Linked DNA regions of Mus musculus: region 1 is linked to region 2. The links are chromatin contacts, called in public HiChIP or PLAC-seq maps. All regions are on one chromosome and are shown on one strand. Each heading gives the region's core, a stretch centred on a gene start, on an enhancer-like site or on the middle of the called end of the contact. The rest is flanking DNA. Distances are from core to core; before and after follow the strand shown. Region 1 holds the start of Scamp2 (secretory carrier membrane protein 2). Region 2 overlaps Ppcdc (phosphopantothenoylcysteine decarboxylase).

Region 1 (3,561 bases), core at 492-2,991, 130 kb after region 2:
GTCTGGCTCTTGGTCTCCACTCACATTCTGTCCATTGAGTGTCATGGAGTTCTAGGACTGCGTCTAGTTATCTTGAGTGGGTGATATCGCACTGGGTTCTGGTTATTGAGTGGATATCTGCTTTGGGTGTATTGGGATTCCTGGCTAAGCAATTTTTACATGTCAAAAAGGCTTTTTTTTTGTCTTTACTATTCTCATTGTACATTGGTACTAGTTAGAAGAGACAGCATGTACAAAGGCCATGAGACAAGAGAGAATAGGGAAGTTCCAGGAACTGAAAAGCCACTAAAGAGTAGAATGAAGAAGTGTAGGCAAAAGAAGGGGTGAGAAGAGATGGGGACTACACATTCAAAAAGACTCTGAGGGCAAACTAAACAAGTGGACTTCACACAGCAGAATGGTTTAGGGGTGAGGGTGCTTGCTGCTGTGCCTGGTGACCTGAGTTCAGTCCCTGAAAATCACATAAATGTGGGAGGAGAGAACCAACTCCACATTAGCCCCTAACACATGCGCTCCCATCCACCCCTCATGTGCACACAGCATCACTACTACCACTACAAGAATGACTACTACTACCACCATGACTATTAAAAAAAAAAAAAAAAAAAAAAAAAGCTTAAACGAGATCACTGGGTAGTTCTGAAGTGGACCTGTCAGATTACTGTTGATAAACTCCCCAGGATGTAGAAAGATGATGTCTTCATTGTAAATAGTTTTGTTTGAGATTCTTAGGAAATATCTTGGAAAAGGACATGAACATTCAAGCTTTAAGCCTGATTCATTTTACTCTAACATAAAATATACACATAGTAAAGGAATATTAACTTTATGTCAACAGCCTTTAACAGTAAATGGTAATTATGCTGGAATTTTTTTTTTCTTAGCTGGTGAGAAGAGTATCAATCAGACTCTAGGATGAGAGATTCCTCAAACCTACAAACAATAAAAAGGCAACAAAACCAAGAAAAGCAAACCAACCTGCCAAAAACCCTGGAAAAACAATAACCAAACAACCAAAAGCAAACAAAACAAAACAAACAAACAACCCCCCAAATAAAAACAAAACAAACAAACCAAAACCACAAAAATCAAAAAACCCATCTGGTTGCAACACAAGAATAGACCAATCAGTAGCGCTGTTCTATTCCAGGGTAAGAAACGATTCAAGCTAGATTTCACAGCGGCCCGAAAGACATGGATAAATAAGTTTGTGAGTTTGTGAGTGAATTAACTACCACCTCTAGGATATCTATGAAATCACAGGAGGGTGGAGCCTAAAAGAAATCCTGCTTATCTAGGGCAGGGGTTGATGCAAGGTCTTCCAGCTTTATCCTGGAGCACAGTTGTTCAGATAACTCCTGTTTGACATGTCTCCCCTGTCCTTTTGGTCCGGGACTTGCTCGAACGCCTCAATTTTGCCCTCTAGGAATGAATGCATGATCCTTTCCTGCCAGTCCTTTATTTGGAAGCTCAAAATAAATACACATAGGAAGGAAGACATCAGAAGAGATTCTGCACCGGAGGACTAAGTGGATAGAAGGTTTGGGTATGTAGCTCAAGGCTACACCTATGTCTATTATTCGTGAGACCCTGGATTCTATCCTCAGCATCTCTGGAGATAAAAAGAAAGTGGATGGAGACAGAATGAATAACCTTCGCTTTCTAATAGGCTGGGCAGGGGCGGAACGGACCTTTGTGACGTCCAGGGCCACGCCCCCACAGAGGGCGCTACGCCTGCGCCAGAACGGCTGCCTTGCTCCCGGAAGTGGAGGGTTTACACTGTGTGCCGCTGGGTCTGAGTGACCAAAGGCAGTAGCGCTCGCGGAGATCACCCGCTGGCCCTCGATCACCATGTCGGCCTTCGACACTAACCCCTTCGCGGACCCAGTGGACGTAAACCCCTTCCAGGTAGAACCCCCAATTCTCAGATTTCTTTAGGGAAAAGGGCTGCGGCCTGGGCCTCTTTCGCCAGAGCCGGGGACGTGGCGTAGGAGGGACGGATCACCTGTCCAATGGGAGAGCGGTATCTGAAGGCTGGCCTATCATAGTTTGTATGGAGGCGGGACTTTGCAACAGGTGGAACTGCGGCAAGGGGGCGGGGCGCTGTAAAGAAGTGGGCACTTAGAGCACCCCGGGTTGTAGCCCATCCGACCGGCCTCTGCTGGAGAAAAGGGCCAAGCACGCGCTTATCCTGGGGAGGTGTCTTAGAGTCAGAAAGGGAAGCAAAATGTTGCTGTGCCATTTCTACAGTCTTGGGGGATCTACCTGTATTGAGTCATCCTAGGAGAAAGGCTCATTGAAACATAATGAGGAAGTAGAAGTCTGTTGGGGTGGAGAAATGTGGAGATAACCCAACACCTAACAGCAACAGCAGTAGCGAAGCAAGCATCTAAAGTACAGGAGAGTCCCTAGTGTTTATCAAGAAGGCTGAGAGAGGGTAGGAAGAGAGGCCAAGCCAGAAAATTACTTATTGGCCAAGCACTTTGTTTGGATTGAGTTTGGGCCACACACTTTGAGGAGAGGGAGGTGAAGGAGCTTGGAGCCCAAGGTACACGGGTCTGACAAATCTGCATGGGTGGTTACCGGCCTGACCTTTGGAACTTTGAAAGAATACAACAGTCTTCGGACCTAAGCCAAAACCTTCGCGTGGAGAACGCAGAGATGCCCAGTTGTCTATGTTGAAGAACTGGAACTCCTTTTAGTGCCAAGGCGCGTTCTACTTCTCCTTTCATGTCTGCCCGAAACCAGTTTGAGGGACGCATGCTTGTGATGACTGGGGATTTATGAGCGCAGCTGTTCCTCCGGTGTTAGTATGTCACCAAGCTCTTGAATTCGTCTTGCTGGTGCTTTATTTTGGTCCTCTACAGCTTCAGCATTTCCTGAAGGTGTTGGAGAAGTCCACTGAGCTTTTCCAGGGTGGGTCCTTCCAAGGGTGGGAGCAAAGCAAAGGCGCCTTGAACTAGATGGTTATACACTCAGGGAGTAGAGTATGACCATCTTCTCTTTTGAAGTTTTGCAGTAATGGGATTGAACCAGAGCTTTGTTCGTTCTAGGCAAATCCTCCACCGCTGTGCATATTGGGTAACACTGAGCCCTTGGATTATTTATAACAGGATCTCTTCATCTAACACAGCCTGGCTCTGAACGCCCTATGTGTCTGTCACATGGTGGTCTTGAACTTGGGGTCCTTCCTCTACCTCCCAAGTGCAGCCATAACTAGCTCGAGCCACCACACCCAGCCAGGCCGAGAGTGGAAATTTTATGCTTCTTTCCCAAGGTGACCTAGCTGATAGGAACCCTTGGGCAGATTTTGGTAGTTGATTCCTTGCTACACTGGGGAGTTTAGAATATATTCTTGTAGCTTAATGCTTCTTGACAGAGCCTTTGCAGGGAACATGTCTCTTACATAAGGCAAACGTTTGCCTCTATTAGTTTAGTGAGGAGAAGAGTATTTGCATTTTTCCTGTTGCTGTCTTCTGCTAACTCCTTTGATTTAATGATAGATTGTTTTATAGTACTGGGGTTCTGTTATGTATAGCAAAAGTCCAGCAGTCTCTGGGA
Region 2 (3,520 bases), core at 822-3,321:
GTTGAGGCAGGAGGGCATGAATTTGGGACTAGCTCATGGCACACAGCAAGACCCTGTCTCAAAAACAGAAAAAAAAAAAAAAAAAAAAAAAAAGAGGGTTGGGGGATGAAGGGAGAAGGGTAGAAGAGGAAGGAGAGGGAAAGGAGGAGCCTGAGGTACAGAGACCCTGTCTCAGAAGATGCACACCGGCACAGAGCACCGACCACGACTCCCACCAGTACATATGGGGTTGGCAATCAGCAAGAGCTCCGCGAAGTCCTCGTCCGTGCAATCAGGCATGTCATCCCTCAGTTTTCTCATAAATGCCCACTTAACAGAGCCAGCTGTCTGCCTGGTCTATGGCAGCTCCTAGAATCTTAATTCTGCTATTCTGCCTGGCTTCCTCTCCACCTGTAACCACCATCAGTATGCCCCAAAGCCCCCAAAGATGCTGAGTCAGTTGAGGACAAGAGACCTCCCACAAGGCCACGTGTTAGGAGGAAAGAAAGAGGGATAAAAGAGAATCGGGATTGTACCCTTCTCGTTTGCGTGTGACACAGGGTCTCAGGTATTCCGAGCTGGCCTTGAACATCCTATAAATCCAAGGATGACCCTGAACTTCTAATCTTCCTGAGTGCTGGTATTATAGAGTTCTATCATCTCTCACATTTTACCTGGTTGTGGGGATCGACAAAGGGCTTTGAGCATGTACTCTACCAACTGAGCTGCATCCCAACAGGAACAGCCTTTTTCTAATAGGATCTTTCACTGGTTACAAACAGCCTGACAAACATCTCCAGGGGTCTAGGAAGATATCCATTAAAGATCTCCTCTAGGGCTAGGAGATTCAGCTAAGAGATCGAGTGCTTACCTAACACCTAAAGCCAAAATTACAGTCTCAAGTCTAAGTTATGGCTTAAGGGCTGAAGAGATGGCTTGCTGCTGTGCCAGAGCACCCAGGTTCAGCTTCCAAGCATCCACACGGCAGTTCACAACTGGTCTGTAACTCCAGCTCTATGGGATCTGATGCTCTTCTCTAGCTTCTGAAGTCATATGCACACATATGAATAAAATTGGTCCTACCAGCTGGGCGTGGTGGTGCACGCCTTTAATCCCAGCACTTGGGAGGCAGAGGCAGGCGGATTTCTGAGTTCAAGGCCAGCCTGGTCTACAGAGTGAGTTCCAGGACAGCCAGGGCTGCACAGAGAAACCCTGTCTCAAAAAAAAAAAAAAAAAAAAAAAAAAAAAAAAAAAAAAACCACCACCAACAACAAAATTGGTCCTACCATGCCTGATCCCAGTGAGCCCTACAGAACTCACGTTTCTTTTCTTCTCTTTTCTTTTTTTAATAAGGCATTCTGACTATGCAGTCCTGGCTGACCTGGAAATCACAGAGATTCACCTGCCTCTGTCTCATGAGTGTGGAGAATAAAGGCACACGCCACCTGCTTTGTGGTTGTTAAGACAAGGTTTCATGCAGCCCAGACTTAACACACTGCAGTAAGGGATTTTCGCCCTCCGTTTCTAAGAACTTCCCAGTCATCTGTGAACACTGGGTCTATACTTTCTCCGCTGTAAGCCTCCTTGGAAAGCTACTCTCTGAAGATCAAAGGACTCCACTCTAATCTCAAAAGCCTCTGCCAGCTGTAAGGAAAGACTCTACCTAGGGCTAGCTCGGAATCATCCCAAATTGGTACTGTTCTTGCTTAGGGGGTCCTGGCTTCCTCTGGCGCCTCACTTGCTTTCCTCTCCAAACATCCTTCAATACCCCAGTGCCTTCACGTTGCCTTTCCACAAACATGCCACCTCCAGAGGATCTCCTGGTCAGCCTGGATCCACAGATGACCTGGATCATCCTTTAGGGCTCCTACCCTAAGCAACAACTCTACTTGAGATCTTTCCTTCAAGATTTTTGCACTACTTCTTAGCCAGTCCACACTCTGGCTACCCTCCCAAGGTATACAGCCTCGCTGCTAGGGAACCTCCTGGGGGGAATGTATTCACCTAAGGAGTAATGTGGCGTATATCTGATAGGCAGGGCTTCCCTATGCCCTTCCCCACCCCCAGTGCTAACAGGCAAGCCCAGGCTAGTTTCTCTGGTTTTAAAGAGATGCCATTTGATCTGACTCATCAGCCCTGTCGGGTTTGTTCTTTCACCTTCATTCACTTAGCAAAAAGGTCCTGAGTGCCAAGGGTTGGGGGGGTCCTGGATCAGCACATGCACACATGCACACACACGTGCACACTTGTGCATGTACACACACACACACACACACACACACCACACCACACTATATACTATTCATTCATTCATTCACATCAGGCAATAAATGCTAAGGCGTTCTGGCAGGGCAGAAAACGTCCTGAAGGCAGAACCCCCCCCCCCCCATGCTTTCTCTGAAATCCTGTGGGTCCTGGTGGAATAGAGCTGTGCATTAAATCTCCCCCACACTGCATAACTCCCGAGAGTCAGCTCTGTGCTTGGTCCCCTACCGAGATCCCTCTGAAGATTAGGTTTTGTATCAAGTATTTTTAACTGGTACTTCTTTGTGCGATGTGACTGAAGCCTGGCCAGACATGATTGCATAAGCTGTCTGCATTGTGTCTAGCATTTATAGAGATTCCTTCCTGAAACCAGTTCACGAGGCTGGTTTCCTTTTCTCTGCTGAATCTGGAATCTGGGTCTCTGGAAAGATGGGGGAGGGAGAGGGCAATGGAAACAGAATTCTCAGTGATGCCTCTACTTTAGGGCCCTAGTCTGGTCCAGGCTATGGCAGAGAACAAAGAAACCTATGTAGATATACTTCACAGTCATAGTGTGAGACAATCCCATGGCCTCCATCCCTGCTCTCTACTAGTAACCAAGACTTGTCTCTGCACATTGTTCAGGGGTCCCTAGAGACATGGCTGCTCTAGTAGAGAACCATGAACTCAAAACATTAACCAGTAAGAACTCATGGTAATAATGGAACCAGCTCTGTGCACTGTTTTGAAGTCTCCGCACAGGCAGAGAGGGGAGTCTCTCGCCTGCATGTGATAACGTTCCCACAGGAGCAAAGGACTTGAAAGAGGAAATACCCCCTGCATCAGTTACTTAATCTATGGCTGTGATAGACCACTATGACCAAAGCTACTTAGAGAAGGAAGGGTTTATTGGGGCTGCTGGTTCCTCCAGCTGGTAAGAGTCCCTCATCATTACTATAGAGGAGCAGCCAGCAGGCATAGCAGCAGGAGGAACAAACTGAGAGCTCACATCTTAAATCACAAGCAAGAACCAGAGGTAACAAATGGAGAATGAGAGGGATCTTTGAATTCTCAAAGCCTGCCCCAGTGACATATTTCCTCCAGCAAGACCACACCTCCTAAATTGCCCAAACAGCACCACCAACTGTGGCCAAGTATTCTAATGCCTTCGAGTATGGGGAACAGCACCCAAACCCCGTCTGCCTTGTGCTTATCCTGTGGTGAGACAACACATCAAAGCTTTAGCATGGGGCCTCTTGACTGGGACATGCAGTAGAGAACCCTGACACAAAATGAA

Evidence for each region. HiChIP or PLAC-seq counts read pairs in DNA pulled down with a chosen protein or histone mark.
Region 1: an H3K27ac HiChIP or PLAC-seq map of embryonic stem cells shows a contact between it and region 2, with 5 read pairs. The contact joins the promoter of Scamp2 here to the enhancer-like site in region 2. A contact is called at or near these places in 1 of 484 Hi-C or Micro-C datasets (neutrophils), 3 of 115 datasets of contacts at active chromatin or transcription factors (effector CD8 T cells, embryonic stem cells and pancreatic cancer cells) and 2 of 9 other capture datasets (adipose tissue and pancreatic islet).

What each region holds. Positions count from the first base shown.
Region 1 is chr9:57,559,203-57,562,763 of GRCm38.p6, forward strand. It overlaps Scamp2 (secretory carrier membrane protein 2), which reads left to right and starts at 1,742. Exons shown (of 9, transcript NM_022813.3): 1 at 1,742-1,908. The coding sequence starts at 1,852.
Region 2 is chr9:57,426,045-57,429,564 of GRCm38.p6, forward strand. The region is part of intron 3 of Ppcdc (phosphopantothenoylcysteine decarboxylase); the gene reads right to left. Among named protein-coding and RNA genes, the nearest start is that of Ppcdc, 12 kb to the right of the region's middle. Within about 2 kb of position 2,072, at least 111 of the 459 cell types and tissues checked have an H3K27ac peak or open chromatin away from gene starts, as enhancers often do. A contact at or near this core is called in embryonic stem cells and pancreatic cancer cells, where this site is marked.